Linked DNA regions of Gossypium hirsutum: all the other regions are linked to region 2. Evidence: chromatin contacts called from public Hi-C data. All regions are on one chromosome and are shown on one strand. Each heading gives the region's core, a stretch centred on a gene start, on an enhancer-like site or on the middle of the called end of the contact. The rest is flanking DNA. Distances are from core to core; before and after follow the strand shown.

The links. Hi-C and Micro-C count contacts between places; a contact is called where the count stands out from the background.
Region 1: a Hi-C map of leaf shows a contact between it and region 2, with 1.5 times the contacts expected there. The contact joins two enhancer-like sites. A contact is called at or near these places in 2 of 34 Hi-C or Micro-C datasets (hypocotyl and leaf).
Region 3: a contact with region 2 is called in a Hi-C map of leaf, with 3 times the contacts expected there. The contact joins the promoter of LOC107918176 here to the enhancer-like site in region 2. A contact is called at or near these places in 5 of 34 Hi-C or Micro-C datasets (all in leaf).

Annotation. Positions count from the first base shown.
Region 1 is chrA01:48,593,853-48,596,552 of Gossypium_hirsutum_v2.1, reverse strand. No RefSeq gene overlaps it. Among protein-coding and RNA genes, the nearest start is that of LOC121207798, 57 kb to the left of the region's middle. Within about 2 kb of position 1,417, at least 7 of the 9 cell types and tissues checked have an H3K27ac peak or open chromatin away from gene starts, as enhancers often do. A contact at or near this core is called in leaf, where this site is marked.
Region 2 is chrA01:48,740,051-48,742,750 of Gossypium_hirsutum_v2.1, reverse strand. No RefSeq gene overlaps it. Among protein-coding and RNA genes, the nearest start is that of LOC121206583, 48 kb to the left of the region's middle. Within about 2 kb of position 1,305, at least 7 of the 9 cell types and tissues checked have an H3K27ac peak or open chromatin away from gene starts, as enhancers often do. A contact at or near this core is called in leaf, where this site is marked.
Region 3 is chrA01:48,957,130-48,959,829 of Gossypium_hirsutum_v2.1, reverse strand. LOC107918176 (dihydroneopterin aldolase 2) reads right to left here and starts at 1,423. Exons shown (of 3, transcript XR_005925782.1): 1 at 663-1,423; 2 at 302-578.

The DNA of each region.
Region 1 (2,700 bases), core at 168-2,667, 150 kb after region 2:
ACAAGGCTTTCGTCTAAATGCTTACACACGTTCTTCTGAAAACTTTTGTTTCGATAAATTAAATAACTTTTTTTTACTCTGGAAATAAAATTAAGATTTTGTGTAAGTTAATCGACAATGTTTTTATGAACGTTGTAACCTTCATAATCCAACCTTAGCGTCTAGGCCAGATTTAAGGTGTTACAGTTTATGTAGTTAAATAATATTATACTTCATCTAATAGTTAAATAATCGGTCTATATAAATCCAACATTGAGTATAAATAATAGGATTTGTTAACTCGACTCGACTCAAATCGAAATTTTTTGACTCATTCGACTTGATTCGAAAAATTTTCAAATTGAGTTCGGTTGCTAAAATAAGATTTGTCAATTTGACTAACTCAAAATTTTTTGACTCGATTTGACTCGACTCGATCGAATACTCACCCCTAATTTAAACTTTAACTGAAGTTTCATTTCTTCTTGAGAATGAAGTTGACATTGAAAAGCTGCACCAACAAATGGAAGGTAAAAAGGAAAATGTCAATGGAAAAGTAGAGGAAGAAAGAGAAGGACAGATAGAAGTTGAAGAAGATGAAGAAGGGTTCAATAGTGTAGGAGGAAAAAGAAGATGAGACAAGCCAAGGAAGATTCGAACTTCATACCCAGAAACTCAAGAAACCAACCCCAAAAACGAGTCAAAGGAGAGTAAGGGTTAAGACAAGTTATTGCCAGATTATTTTTTATTGATGATGTGCGAGCCAAAGCTATCACTAGGGTTATCCAAAGAGGCTTGGTTGTACAGCACAAGTTTCACCAGATGATTACTAGAGAAGAGAAAGCAACCATTGGTTAAACAAAAGGACGATGGAGATAAGCCCAAAAGAATAACCAGTGTTGACTTTAATCCTCGCCCTATTTTTTTACAGCCACCTCGCTCCTTTTGCTCTTTCCCTACTACTACTCCACCTATGGATACAACAGTTGTAGCAACAGCCAATGGAGCTGGCGGCAGTGGCTGGCCACCCGGATTTTATCCGGCCCATTGGGTTTTTTCTAAACTAAGATTACTTTGTTTTGGATTGACTATTTAGAGAAAAATTATTTACATGGACATGAAGTGTAATACCACATAAAATGTTGCTAGTGAGAACGATTCAATGACTAAAATGTTTGATTATTATAGCGATAAAGACTAAAATTGTAAGTACTTTTATCTGACTAATCAAATTAAAAGCGATTAAAAAGTTACAATAAGAAATGAAAAAGAAGAAAAGTAGTTGGGAGGCCTAGTTGACACGGTGTACTAATGCCGCACGCGGCACATGGCGTTGGTTAAGGTTTCATATTCTAACAAGTGAACATGCCAACCGACAATAACCTTTTCAAACCTTGAAACAACAGCTAAGATTTGCAACGTGTCGCTTCAGACTGGTCACCGTCCATTCTTTGAACCATTCCATCAAACACCTACCGCCCACTATTTTGAGCTGTTCTACAAGCTGGTTCCGCTTCATTTCTTAGTTCATCTACCAAAATCTAAATTCCTATTATATATATAAGAAACCCCCACACCTTGAAATTTCAATTGCTTACAAAATTTGAGTAATTTCTTTTTCTTGCAAAAATTGTATATTTGCTCCGTTAGTTTTTAGAAATGGCAGAGCTTTGCTCCTTTAATGGCATTATGATCATGTTTGTTGCCGTTATGCTCTCACTCACCACCACTGCGTCAGCTCAGGACAGTGCAATGGCGCCTGCGCCGTCAATGGATACCGGAGCTGCTTTCTCGCCGATGGTTTCCGGTGTTGCGGTTATGTTCCCTCTTATTATTTCCCTTGTTGCGCTTTTGAAGCACTGAGTTACGTGCATTTGAGTGATTGAGTATTGTATTTCATTTATAGCATATTGAATTTATTATATTGGATTATATCTTTTATTTGTAATTAATTGGTAACGTATGATATGAATTCGTTTTGTTCAATTTTTGTGTTGGGTCTTCACTTCTATTGTTACCCAAACACTTTTAACTTCAATTTTGTATCGAAATAAGTTTTTTTTTTTTTTAATTTCCTTTTTAACTTCAGCTAGATTATATGAGATGAAATGCAGTATAATATAACTTCAAAAAAAAGCTGGCCAGCAGCCCACTGGCCTGGTAGGCTGGACCCGATTTGGTCGAATTTGGAAAAATTTGTTTCTATTTTGGATCAATCCGTCGTGAATTTGATTCAAATAAAAAAATATTTTTAAATTTAATTTTTATTATAAATATTAATATAAAATATTATTTAAAATTCTTTTATTAATATTTTGAATAGTGAAATTAGCTTTTAGGTTCAGCTTGCAAATGGAATTTTTTTTAAAATCAAACTATAATCTAACTTATGAACAACTCTAATTACTAAATTTTTAAAGATCTATAATCTTTTCGAGTTCACTACTAAATAGTTCATAAATTTGGAAAATAAAAAATACATGTTATAAATTTAAACTTTTATTTTGTTAAAAAATCTAAATATATGGTTTGAAAACCCAAGTGTTGAAAATTAATTGTTGATTAGAAGTAAGAAGCGTGAACTTTCAATCCCAAAAGGTTGGAAACACTGAAGCACCTAATAAAAACTATAATTTATAACAAGTTAGAACCTCAACTTTAAAGAAAAGCACTCATCTTACAACTTATCAATAAAAGAAAACTAAAAGCATTCTAGTTGTT
Region 2 (2,700 bases), core at 56-2,555:
CATTTTTCTATAAGTCAGACTTTCATATCATATTCCCAAGAAAAATAAAAAGAAATGGGTCAAGTTAGCATGTTGAAGCCTTTTTGGTTGGCCTTGGTCATGGCTATCTTAACCGTTGCCTCGGCACCGTGGCCGTCAGGAGCTGGAATCTCCGTGGGCATTTCCACCGCTACTATTGGCTTATCTTTGATTGTTTCTCTTATTACTTTTGTTTAAACATTAAAATTTGAAGGGCCTGTTTGGTTTTAATTTTGTTCTCACTGTAAATGTATTTATGAAATAAACTCAGAATTTTTAATCAAATCGGTATGAGTGTAAATTCAACAAATATTTAATTATTGAATCAGCTGAGATTGGGCTTCCTTTTTACCATTTCATTTAACCTTAACTTTTTACTGCACCGCATCCACGCTTTGATGTAAATCTGCCCCTACTAGCAATGGTTTTAGATAATATACACAGCAACTCAATTAAAATTTGTTATACCTTTTATAAGCGCGAGATAAGATGATAGGATTTAAATTTGTATCATTTAAATATTAAATTAAATTTTTTAATATTTTTTAAAAAATTTCTTAAAAATATTATAAAATTATTAAATTGAACATTTTAATAATAGTTCAAAGATTAAATTAGATATTAATCTTGACTTAATATACCATAACGGACAAGTGATTAAAACATTATAAATCAATAATATTAATGATTAAAATGTAACTTTTCATATTTCAATAGTAAAAAAATTTACTAAAAGTTAATAATATTTTTATAATTTACTCTTGTATTATTATAATAATATTCTTTCTTTATTTTTATTTTTAAATTTTTATATAAAACCAATAAAAAGCATACATAATTTTTTTCATCAACACTCTAATTTAATATTTACATAAATTATTAGTCGAAGCATCGGTATCGTTTTCTAAAGTAAAAACATCGCCGTATACTAACCTTTTTTTTGTGACATTAGATTAAAACGCAATAATATTTCTGAGTTGGGTTAATGCCAAGATTAGGTACACGTTTGTTTCTAAAAAAAGACTGTCGTTATTACCCTTTGTGACCATCGAAAGTTGTCGTTATTTTTTCACCAAAACAAAAAACAGTTGTCGTTATTTAATGGCGTTTATTTTACCCTTAATTTTCAAATGAAAATAATATTCCCTTTTTTCCTTGGGAAGTAAGAAAGAAATACAGCAATTAAAGTTTGTAGAGCAAGCATGGACCTTCTAGACCTTTTTCAGTCCCATTCATGTTTTCACTCGTTACCTTAGCCTTCTCCATTAAGAATGATGGGAGGCCTAGCTGCCGCCACGGTATACCAATGCTGCACACGGCACATGGTGTTGGTTAGGGTTTCACATTCATACAAGAGAACATGCCGCCAACCGACAATTACATTTTCAAACCTTGAAACAACAGCTATCATTGGCTACGTGTCGGCTTCAAACTTGCCGTTGTCCATTCTTTTCTCAATCATTTCATCAAACACCTACCGCCCACACTTTTGAGCTGTTCAAATAACCCCCCTTCTACAAGTGCTTCCACTTCATTTTTTTTTAGTTCATCTACCAAACCCTATATTCTTTCTATATATATGAAACCCCCACACCTTGAAAGGTTCGTATTGCATACAAAATTTGAGTTTTTATTGTTCTACCTTGAAAAACATTGTATAATTTTCTTTGTTAGTTTTCAGAGATGGCGAAAGTTTGCTTCTCTAAAGATATTTTGATCATGTTTATGGCTGTTGTACTCTCCGTCGCCACCATTGTATCAGCTCAGGACAGTGCAATGGCGCCTGCACCGTCAATGGACACTGGATCTGCCTTCTCAATGCCGGTTACTGGTGTTACCGTTACGTTGTCTCTTATTATTTCCCTTCTTGCTCTTTTGAAGTCAGTGAGTTACATAATTTGAGTGGTTGGTTGTGTATTGTATTGTAATATATGGGATTTATTTCTATTATATTATTATTATTATATTTTTTTTGTATCAATAATTTTTTATTTGTAATTAATAATTATAAGAAGGTTTTGGAATTTTCTGCAAATGGTATCTTTAGGTTGACAGGGTGCTGCGCCCTGTTAAACCCGTTAAATGCGTCTGTCGGGGTGTGTTTTTGCCACTCGCCCAATTATTTCACTTTATACTTTTTCGAAACAGCAGATAAATAATAGGTAAAAATATATATCTTTACATTTTGTCTCTATTATGTAAAAAAAAATTAATTTATGTATATTAAATTTAAAAAATAAAAATTAATTTATTTATATTAGTATAAGGTACACATGACATACGTAGAAATGGATGAATTTTTTAACGGATTAATTTACTTTTTAATATAATATATATGGACTAATTTATTTATTTTTAAATAAATAAGGTAAAATGTAATATAACTTTCAATATAAGAGCCTTTATGATACTTTTATTGTAATAATATTTTATTAAACACTGGTATTAAAGCTAATAACTACATCATTACCATAGCTACTGGGGCAGCGCATTCGACCCCTAAAATAGAAAATTTCACTATTAACTTTTAGAGTTTACAAGATTTTAATTTAATAAATAATAAAATTGTACTTTAATCTTTTAAAATAATAAAATTTTGATCTAATCTTTTAAAAATTATAAAGACATAATCTATTAAAATTATAAAATTATATTTTAACTCTTATAAAAAAATATCACTTA
Region 3 (2,700 bases), core at 174-2,673, 220 kb before region 2:
CCCATTATAGATAGAGATAATTGAAAAAAAAATTGATATTTTAACAATCTATATTGTCAATATATTCATATAAAAATCACCGTAATATCTAAAAAAAAATAACTCATATACAGTCTTTTCTTTTATGTAAAAGGAGTATTTCATAAATTAAAAAAAAAAAAGTAATACGATATTAAATACGACCATAGGCATCGAACTTCAATACGGTCACAACTCGGACACATTCCATTACACTATAAACAAACATGAAGAAGAAAAAACACAAATACATTAATTTAAGTGAATGAGAAACCTGAGGTACCAAGCATGGATGAAAGATGATCTGTTACCACATCCACGTGACGGACTGCTCAAAGGATGATATATATTCAGGTCAGTTAGGCGCATCGATGGTTCTATATCTGATAATCTCAACTCCAAGGTAGTCGAGACAGCCATGAACAGCAACATGAGGCTTCCCAACCTTTACTCGAACTGCAGATATTTGAGAGTGATTTGTGAAGGTTTTTGATGCAATCATTTGAGCCACTGATTCCAAAAGATCATGAGATGGCCCTTCCACAACTTCCTTCACTATCCTATTACATAAAAGTCGCCAAAATTCTAATTAAAACCAAAACATAAGCTAAAAGATTCAATTCAATGTCTTTTCGGTTACTCACCGGTAAATATCGGTGTAACTAAGGGTGTCCGATAAGTTGTCAGATTCACCGGCTTTCCGAAGATCCATCCAAGCATCTACATCCACCAAGAACTTCTGACCCAGTTTTTTCTCTTCAGGCTTTACTCCATGGAAACCATGAAATTTCAAGCCCCTCAATATGATTTTGTCCCCGGTTGGTATTCCATTTCCAATACCTTCCATCCTCGTCACCTCCGGCACCCGGACTATACAGTTCGACACGATCCGACACTGGACACGGATCAGATCCGGCGAAATCGAAAGGAAAAAGAAAGGAAGAAGATACACGGCGGTGGCAGCGGCGTCGGCGATCGTCTACAACCTCTGATAAAGTAGTTGCTGGAGGAAAAGAAAAGAAAAACTGATGGGGAAAGCCCCCAACGGTAATCGGCAGTAAGAGATAAGAAGATCTTCTCGTGAGTTTACTTTTAGTTCCTAGGGTTTTTCTTGTCAATGAGGGAGTTTTTTTTTTTTTTTTTAAATGCAGATCCAGCCCATTTATTTGACAAAATAACAGTGGGCCAATTGCCAACAGCTATGACTAGGGTTAAAAAATGGTGTTAATAATGAAATACTTCGAGAGCTTAGAAGAGAACATGAAAGTGCTGAACGGAAGAAAGCAAATATAATCGTAACATCAAAATAGAAAACATATTACATGTCACTTCCCCAACGGTCTAATCTAGTTCCGCCTAAGAAAAGGAAAGGAGCTTTGGAGTTGGTTTTCAATGTAGCAGATAAGGATTGGGGTCAAGCATTTTACACCAGTCCCATACCTTTCAATTTTGTAAAATATCATTGATTTCGAAGTTGGGCTCAAAAGTTAGCAAATTCTAATTTAGCCAACTATGTACCTCTTACATTTGATCGACTTCGGATGCCGTTATGAACTCAAGAGAGGGCATCTGTTGATAGGCTTCTTGAACCTATACGAGACACATGGAGCAAAAGAACTTCTATATGTTCTAATGGCCGGTCTGATCTTCAACAAAGGCCTCTAATTAACATAATGGCGGCTTCTTTGGGTGGTGCAATGTTTATCATGGCTGTTGATTCAAGTGACAAAATTAAAGATGGCGGAATATATAGCAAGCTTGTTCATCCAGGGCATCGAAAAAATCACACCACAAAATGTCGTGCAAATCTATCCGATTTCAAAAGTACAGGAACGTTAATTGAATAAAAATTTCCTCATATTTTTTGGACTCCTTGAGTTGTTGATTGCTTGAACTTGACATTAAAAACTATCTGTGAGTATTTTGATCAATCATCTCACTATTCGGAATGCAGATGGGTGAATGATTTGGCGGATGAGGTGCGTGAAGTGAACTACTTTATCCTAGACCATAACTTGTCACAATCTATTTTCAATAGATATTCAAATGTGATGTTATTGAAGGTAGCCGAAACTAGATTTGCTTCTAACATTTTTGTGGTTGAAAGCAAAAGAAGCTTTGGAAAAACGATGTTGGACCTAGATTGGAAAGGGTTTAGGGTTAATGGAAAAAAAGACCCCATTAAACTGAAAGCAAGAAAACTCATGGATTTATTAGTTAGTGAAACATGATAGGACAAAATTAATTTTCTGTTAAAGTTCACACAGTGTATATGATTGAATTTTTCAGGGAAGTAAGACTTGATAATTAAGACTCAATGATAAAATAATAATAATAATAATAATAATAAAGAAACAATTTTTTATCATGAAGATCAAGACTTGATAACTGGACACTCAAAGGTTTTTAACGTAATTCAAAAAATTCTTGACGTTAGGTGGAATAAAAATAATATACCTATTCACTAAATGACTTATTCGCTACTTCCGAAATCTTATACTACAGAATGGTTTCAAGGTAGAAGTGGTGGCTTTCCAAGAAAAAGCTCTGAATGAAGACAAAGAAATTACATTCTATAGAGATAAATTGTGCTCTTAATGTACCAATTCATTTTTAATGATACCAGAAATGACAATTTTAGAATCCTGTTTTTTGATGATCAAGTCAATAAATATTATTATT